2 separate regions of the Anas platyrhynchos genome follow, and region 2 is linked to region 1. Evidence: chromatin contacts called from public Hi-C data. All regions are on one chromosome and are shown on one strand. Each heading gives the region's core, a stretch centred on a gene start, on an enhancer-like site or on the middle of the called end of the contact. The rest is flanking DNA. Distances are from core to core; before and after follow the strand shown.

Region 1 (4,465 bases), core at 475-2,974:
CACATGAATAAATCACCAAGTAAGACAAACTGCTGCTTGTCCATGAGATGACACTGCTGACCCAAAATATGACAGGTGATCGGCAGGCCTCCTGGCAATAGAGATACTTGGGCAAAACCTTGAGGAGAAAGATGAAGTTTTTTCATCAGATGAGGTTCCAGTTACCTGGATTCTCCTTGGTTTTGTGTACTTTCAGAAGCAATTAACTCTTTATCTGTCTTTATTCTAGTAGTTTTAACGTCAATGGTTTCTGTGAGTGTGGTTGTCCCAAATATTTAACAGCTTAAGTTTTTCATTTGCATTAACCTGTACAAGCTTTTCTTCTCCATTATACCCATATCCTTAAGCTCTTTATTTACTTATTTACCTCCAGTAACTTCAGTTTTGTATATTTCTAGCTATGTTCATTAACCTAAAGAGCTGGTGTACTGGGTCTGGCTGGAATGTTAACTTTCCCGGCAGCAGCCCATACAGTGCCGTACTCTGTACTTGTAGCTGGAACAGCAGTGTTATCACACCAGTGTTGTGTCTACTGCTGAGCAGCAGTGGCACAGCATCGGGCCTTTCTCTAACCCTCCTAGGGGGTGGGCAAAAAGTGAGGAGAGAAACATCACCAGGGCAGCTGACCTAAACCAGTCAAAGGGATATTCCATACCATGTGGTGTCACACTCAGCAATAAAAGGTGGAAACAGGAAGAAGAGGGGAGGGGTGGGCTCTTGTTGGGAAAACGTCGGTCTTCCTCCCAAACACCGGCTGCGTGCGTTGAGGCCTTGCTTCAAGGCCGTGGTCAATCATCGCTCATTTGTGGGAAGTAGAGAGTAATTTCTTTCCTCTGCACTTCCATATAGCTTTCATTTTTTTTGTTTGTTTGTTTTCCTCCCTTCTTTTTATTTTTCCTTTTCCCCTCCCTTTTCCCCTTTCCCTTTTTATTTCCCCTTAGTTAAATTGTTTAGTTCATGGTAGTCTTTATTTAATTGTTATTATTATTTCCCTTTAATTAAATTATCCTTATCTCAACCCGTGAGTTGTTCTTTGCTTTACTTCTCCCCCTCCTCATCTAAAGGAGGGGGAGTGAGAGAGCGGTTGTGGGGTTTAGCTGCCCAGCACGGTAAAACCACCACAGCTGGTCATGTTTCTCTTTATTCTTGGCTTCCTGTCCTTTCATGCAAGGCTGTTTGCATCATGCTGGGGGGATATGTTTGTAGATTTTTTTGGGTTTGTTTGTTGTTTTTTTCTTTGTCAGGGCTTAGGCTAACTGCTTGTATTTGTTTCAGGACTCTAGCAATGGGCATTCCTGAGTATGGCTTTTTGATAAACCCCAAAAAGACAGTGGTGAATTTTTCTGCTGACGATATCCCAGAATGTTCTGAATTTAAACAGCTGCCAAACTGTCGTTTGATCCCATGGTGTGGCTTATTATTGGATACACAGACACTTGAGGTTTACTGCGATTACTCCAGGTAAATAGTTGTATATTCCAGTATCAGTGTCTTATACACAGTGCAAGAAATACGGGAGTGTGTTGTGAGTAGTGTAGTTGAATTCACTGCAAAATAAATTTTACAATTCTGTTTCTTATACAACAGCCTAAATGTTTTATTTTGCTGTACAGCCTGTTATTTTCTTCATTCCATCCTGGTGGAATGCATGTAAAAAGTAACCTCATAGAATGCGATGCAGCTTTCCAGCGGACAGAAGTCATACACCGTATGGTGACTACATGGTTTCTGAGAAATTCTGTTTGATCACCTCAGTTCAGCTTCTTTCACCATTATGCACGAGCACACTTAGTGTTCTGGACTTCTGATATTTTATGTACCTTACTAAAAATAGTAGTATTACATGAACTACATGATTGATTGTGACCAATTTTTATACACCAGAGGGATAAGTAATCCTTTCAGCACCAGAACATTTTTTCCTCTGATGTATTTCAGATGTTAGTGTAAGAGAGAAGTAACCTGTCTTTAAACTGGCGACCTTGAGTATATACACGAGGAAGTCTGACTGAACCAGCATAAAACTCAGGATGGGAGAATGTTTGCTGCTGAAAAGCTCTATAGACCATTTTTACAGACTGCTGGTGTTAGACATTTCTTAAAGATGGACAGTAGTAAAGAGCTGTTTAAACTGAATGATAATATTGTTATGATGTTGACCGTTTTTAATATAAACAGCCCGTGAATATGCTTAAGTGAGGAATTAAGAGGACGTTTTTCATTGCCCAAGTGGTGAAGTTCTTCAGTAGTCTTCCAAAAAGGAAGGATACTGAAGCTGTTTCTTAGAAAGGTCTCCTTGGTTTTGATAAGCTCAACATAAGTAAGCGGAACACAGGTTGTTGGGCAAAGGTAAACTGAGCCAGCTTCCAGCCTAAACTCTGGTATTTCCTGGATCACCGAGTATTACCTGGTTATTGCTGTAGTCAGTAATAATGGTGTGGCTAGACCACGTCTTTTAGAAATCAAACCAGTTTAACAAACAACCCATGACCCTTAATTGATTTTTATTTTAAATAACAAGGCAATTTTTTCTTCACTGAAGTAATTCCCTAGATAATAGACTTAATGCCACAATGTCCAGTCTGTTTCTAGTTTGGATTTTGTTATAGTCATCCTTTTGCGGTTGGCTCATTGATTACCTGACAATTTCTGTAAGATGAGAAGTTAAATGAGCCTCATTTCACAGAATTTAATTTAGTCTGTTAGCCTATGGAGTCTAATTATTTTCTCTTTTTTTCTAGCTATTCCTGTACTTCTATCAGATCAAGTCTTTCCTTCAATTCAAACAGAACAGCTGGGAAAAACATGAAACACAAATTGCTTGCAGTCCTTAAACTGAAATGCCATGGCTTGTTTCTCGATTTACAGGTGGGACTATAGAAGTGAATGTTTGGAAATATTTTCATCAGTGATAAAGACCATTAAAGTGCTTTGAGTTCTGACCCAAGAGTTGATTTTGAAAGATTATACACGTAATGTGGAAGTCTTGGAATCATCTAACATATGGGGTCTCAGTACCTTCCAGAACTGAGCGCTCTGTGCTGAGGCTGTTGTTGCTTAAGTACATCATAAACATTATGGAAGTGTATTGCATAAAATGTTTTCCTCTAGATTTCTGTCATCTTTTGCTATTGAACAAATAGTACGGTAACACAAAAATATTCCCATGGCTCTATTTCTGTTCTGTTCTAGATCAATAGCCTTAAAACAGTTTTCATTAACGTCTACAAGATATTTTTACTTCAGGCTTACAGGTAGGTCGCTGTGTTTTGTGAATGTTTCTTGACACCCTCCTGACACATAGAGGAGCTATGGACTAGCAAAATGTATGCCATGAAAATGTGCAGTGGTAAATGTAGTAGTAGGTCACATTATTCTTGTCTCAGGACTGTTCTTACATAATATAAGATTCAGGTAGAGGATTATATTTGTATGCGTGTTTAAGTGACATTTCACTAAATGAGTTTTCAGTGTCCCAGGATATTTACAGCTGATCTCAAGAAGAACAGTTTGTTTTGCCCCAGGAAGATGATAAGAAGCCATATTACTTATAAACCAATTTATATTTAGAACTTCTTATCTGTGAAAATCATACTGAACTTCGACCTATATAGCTCTGCCTTAAGTGAAGTTTTGTCCTTACAAGTTAATTGCAGTTTCTTAGATGTTGATAATGCCTTAATTACTTCTTAGCTGATAAAAATGTTGTTGGCTCTTGTGAGCTTTTCTTGACTGGCAGAGGAAATGAATGCTTTGAACTAGGATGAAGGGAAAGAAATCACAATTGATAAGCAGGTTGGGAGAAAACAGTCATCTCTGTGTGTCAAAAACTTTTCAGTGGCTGCTCCAACTGAGATAGGAGAATCCCTGGACTAAAAAGTAGCATAAAGATCAAGTAGTGAAGTAGTGCCCTGCTTCACAGGCTTAAATCCCTTTATTTAGACTCTTTCTGGTGGATGCTTATGTTGTTGCCATGAGATCGTTATGCTCTAAATTTTTTTTTTTTTTTTGGTTAAACACAACCCTGTTGGTGACAACAGGAGGTAATAGGCTTGTGTTTATACTGTTTTCTGATTGAATTTAAGCCTGTTATCGCTTCTGAATGCCAAACAATGAAAAAGTCAGTTTCTTGTTTCCTCTGATTTGTGACTGAAGAGTTAGTCCATTAAGAATTATTGTTCATTGTTTTACCACACACAAAAAAAAAAAGAAGAGGTGTTTCTCTCTTCACAAACATCATGTTGCTCTTTTGCTAGGCTTGTACTTGTTAGGAAGTGACACTTTAGTTTTGTTCTTAAAGACAGCTTGGTCTGCATTACCCCCATTCATATCATTATTATGTCCAAGACGTGTAATAGGGCTTATCTTGTGAAGTAATACTTTAAAATCTTTTTAACACTTCTGTTTTGACTGATACAAGATTTTCTAAGCTGTAGCACATGATTAAAGTTAATTCTGTTTGCTG
Region 2 (4,331 bases), core at 472-2,971, 61 kb after region 1:
CAGTAACTCTAATCCTGGAGCCAGCTATGTCATTTCCTTGCTGCGTGCTGCCTCACAACTTCTGCCTAAAATCTGAGAGTCCTAGGGATGCAAGAAGCAGGAGATAACTTGTTAGTGTTCCTGAGCAGGGACAAGCCACAGAATAATGAGAGAGAAATGGATGAACTAGAACATAGTGTATATACTGATACACACACAGAAGTAATACATATCTTTTCAATGACATTAGTCAGAAAATCATGAGGTATGCCAAGTTCTTTGTGTTTGCTGGATGTTCATTTTTTCAGCTGCATTTCATTCTGCCAGAACAAGATTGAAAGGAAAGCTAGGTGGAAAAGCAGGAGAGTGCCTGTAAATCAGGATGGGGAAACAGGGCGTGTTTACTTTCTAAAGGTAAGTAGAAGAACCTGAAAATGCAACAAGTGCCATGAATTTTGGAGATATCCATTCACTTTTTCAAATGGAAATTGTCATACATAGAATGGCGGTTATGACTTTTCTTGTCTGACTTGTAATTTTTTTGTTACAAGAGCTGGCAGTGCTGCACATGACCTCCAGTTTGCACTGCAAACCCTAAAAGCCAGCCCATGGAAGAAAAATCTTAGAATTAAAAGTATCTTCTCTTTCAAGTGAGTCAACTGAATGACATGTAATTAAAGTGCCAGTAACTCCCCACAGAGCCCTCCTTGGTCCCCACTCTAACTAGGAAGAACAATTTTCAAATGTTTCTCTTTGTACATTTAATGTAAGCCACAAGTTTTCCTTCGAGATCAAACACCTCAAAGGAACAAAGACTTTTTATGCATATCCTGGAGTGAAATGCAGATGACAAGTAGATGGTGAGCAGAACAGACTTTCAGCAAACTGATGAAGGCATGACAAGCTCCTGGTGCAAATCTTTTATACTGTTCGCTCAGTCCTGAACTGAACCCTAAGGTGTCACAGTAAATTATGTGGTAATTAGTGTATATTTGGATTTTAAACGACTTAATAATACGACAGCTAAAGTAATTAGTTAACTACTTTCGTGCTGTTACTCCTGTTATCATAAATTACATGTATACTGACAGTACAGCCAATAAATAGATCAGTCAAAAAACATTGAAAGCCCTATTACGAAAAGATCGTTTGGGGTCATGATCAGAATTATACTGCCAAGTAGTTTATTAATATTTAAAAATATACATTATATATGTATGTAAGTATGTATGTATGTATGTAAAGTAGCATCAGTTTTAAATTAAAACATACCGCTTACATGACAGCATAAGACTGATTGGGTCCCACAATAAGAACAGTCCTTTTTCTCCTGTCAGCGACATGATCTCATAACCTGCAAAATAACCTTCTCCATCAGTCTTCTAGAGACGACCATCACTGTCTCTACAAGAACTGACTGGTACTAACCAAAGTATTCTATTATTTGTTCCTGAAAGAGATTGAACCTAGTTATAGATGGTGTTAATTAAGATATATTAAAGACATACCTCCTCCATGGCTCTGGCAGAGATACGGAAACCGCCACACGTTTCCTAAGCCCACACAAAACCCTACACACGTCAACATATACTGAGCCTTGTTGTCCCATTTTGGTCTGGAGTCTGCCTCTTCTTTCTCAAGGACCTCGAGTTCTGTGTGAGAAGGTATCCTGTCCTCCAGGCCAGGATTGGGTAACTGTAACTTCACCATGTTTTTAGTTTCCTGCCTGAAAAAGCTGCCCCTGCGAGGATTTTATGAAGCAGGCAGCTAGTTAGAAACCTGCACAAAAAGAGACCATCTATTTGCTGTCTTCAGCTATATATAGTGAACCTTTGGCACTAAACTTGAAAGTGCAGACTTGTGGTAAAAAGAAGCGTCAGCAAATCATTCGATTGACCAAGTCAGCTCTGACACTTATTAATGCTTTATCTGCCAAGGTTTTATGGAACAGTCTGTTCATCTACTATAAGGCATTGATTTCAGTTAATGTAATTCAGGAGATAATTTGGCTATAAACTGTAATCGCCTATAAGGTCATGAAACACCCCTCACCACTCCCATGTTTAAACTTACTTAAATACATATATAGCACTAACAAATACGAAATAAAGTGATTCCACTGGCCTCAGGCTTAACAAAGAGGTTTCATGCTAATTCTTATCATGAAGATAAACTGATTGTGAATCTCCATCACACTCATCTTCCCACAGTATAGGTTTACAAAATTGTATATTTTGTGATAATTACTGAAATGTTCTTCCTTCTCTGCAAGAGATCTTATTCTATTAAATGTCCTGACAAAAAGGATGGAGAATGAAAAGGATTATAAAATCTGACCTTTACAATCATAAGCATAATCTGCTTACCCTAAGGCCTCTAATCATTACAGAACAAGGTCTGAAGAACATAACATCTTGTAAATGGACTTGAATCAAAGGTCTCTTCACCTTTTCACTGACCCTATGATACACGGGTCAAAAAGAAATAAGAATCACAGGTTAACGAATACCGCAGATACTATTTGTGTCCGCATTCTTTCAGTACAATCATAACAACACAGCTGTCTGTACCTCACAGTTATCAAAAGGTAAGTAGTTGCTGCTGCATGCTATGTACAAAATCTAACACAGTGTGTATCATAAGAATTTTGTCAGATAAACCCTACAGGCTACTTACCTGTGATGATACAGGGTGATTAACATAAAGAACTAGAAGGGATCTTGTATGTCCAGCCCCTTCTGAAGCAGGTGAACACATCACAACATCCCTTTGCAATCTTATCACGTCAATTCAAATTGATTTTTATTTTTTTTTTGCACTCCCTATTATTTCAAAGCTGGTCTAGAACTTCAGAATTCTTATGCCTACTTTCTTCTTTAAAGAAACTAGCTTGATTTCTATTTCTTGTTTCTAAGAAATATGATATCCAGCTGTATTAAATTCAGGACCAGCTCATAATAATTTGTACTTGTGACAACTGCAGGTCAGTGCAGACCTGATCCCTGCATTTAAACTGCCTCAGCCCCAGTTTTGCCAGGCTAAATAAAGCAAGGTGATTTAGTTTCTTCCTTGCAAAAAAAAGGCTCTCCATTATCTCTTGAACAGACAAGTTACCAAAAAAAACTTCACCCTTGACATAAAAAGCTATAACTGTATACAGCAGACCAGATGGATTTTCCCTGTGCCTTGTAATCAGGTACTAGTACTTCCCTAACTGTACTTAAAATATCTCTATTAATCTGCCGAGTCGTATCACTCACCTTTGTCTTGACCTCGTCAGTTCCGCAGATTAGCTGTCTCCTGATTACCACTGGATCAAAGCTTTTCTTCTCCTCAGGTGCTTCTTAGCTTGCAGCAGGCCATCTTTTTTTTTTCTCAGTTACCTAAAGCATATTTTTTTTTTTATGGAACTCCAGTACATTGAGCTACTTCCTTAGTTCCTGAATAATAATCTACTTTTTCATCATTAATGATACCTCTGAGCTTGCATCATGAGTGTTTCATAAAAATGCTACTTCTTTTGTCTTTGGTCATTAGTCTAAGAATGACAAAAGATTTGTTCCTAAGCTGATCCTTGAACTGCATTAGTAACTTTCTTCTGGACCATCATTTCTGCTTTCAGCACAGTTTGCCATCATCATCAGATATTTACTTTGTTCTTTGTTCAGTTTATATCTCCTGTAAGACAACAGCTTTACTGATGTTCCAAAGCATTGCATTTACTGTGCTTCCTTTGTACAGAAAATTCATTTTTCATTTATAAATGACAATACAGAACTCTCAGATCCCAGCTCTTCAACTTCCAGAGAAGGACGTTGACTTCTTGGTCAATAGCAAGAAACTGCAGGTTCCACAAGCTTCAGGCTCATCTGGGTTATTATTGTGCCTGAAACAGAGGGAGAGAATCCAAACACTCACGTTGTAGGAAACGAGATAGTAATAAATGGCAGGCAGATGACAAACAGGCAAAGCAAACATCCTCCTCTAGTTTAGGTCATAATATTTCTATTTTCCCTGACTTGCAGGCTTCATTTCTAGAGTTTTTCAAAGTCATATATAGAAACTCTTGAGTTTCTATATCTGGATATATCTATATATGACATTTCTATATCTTATGATCAGATTCTGAATCAGATCACGATTACATAATGTCCAAACAATTTGTCTTACAGCTATAAAGAAATGACTCTATGTGATCATAAATCCTTGACAATCAAGATTTCTTATAGAATTTATTCTAAAACAGCACGTTTCTCTTCAGGCACAGTGTAAACTGATACTGAAGGAACAAATGTAGCCTCCTTTGGGAATCAAACTGAGGATAAATCAACAGGATAAGAAATAAATGCACA

Evidence for each region. Hi-C and Micro-C count contacts between places; a contact is called where the count stands out from the background.
Region 2: a Hi-C map of F1 follicle shows a contact between it and region 1, with 2.1 times the contacts expected there. The contact joins the promoter of SLC6A19 here to the enhancer-like site in region 1. A contact is called at or near these places in 2 of 8 Hi-C or Micro-C datasets (F1 follicle and F5 follicle).

The regions. Positions count from the first base shown.
Region 1 is chr2:67,335,032-67,339,496 of IASCAAS_PekinDuck_T2T, forward strand. TERT (telomerase reverse transcriptase) reads left to right here. Exons shown (of 17, transcript XR_011807655.1): 11 at 1,276-1,461; 12 at 2,742-2,868; 13 at 3,193-3,254. Among named protein-coding and RNA genes, the nearest start is that of TERT, 22 kb to the left of the region's middle. Within about 2 kb of position 1,725, at least 2 of the 8 cell types and tissues checked have an H3K27ac peak or open chromatin away from gene starts, as enhancers often do. A contact at or near this core is called in F1 follicle, where this site is marked.
Region 2 is chr2:67,395,704-67,400,034 of IASCAAS_PekinDuck_T2T, forward strand. It overlaps SLC6A19 (solute carrier family 6 member 19), which reads right to left and starts at 1,722. Exons shown (of 12, transcript NM_001310802.1): 1 at 1,488-1,722. The coding sequence starts at 1,689.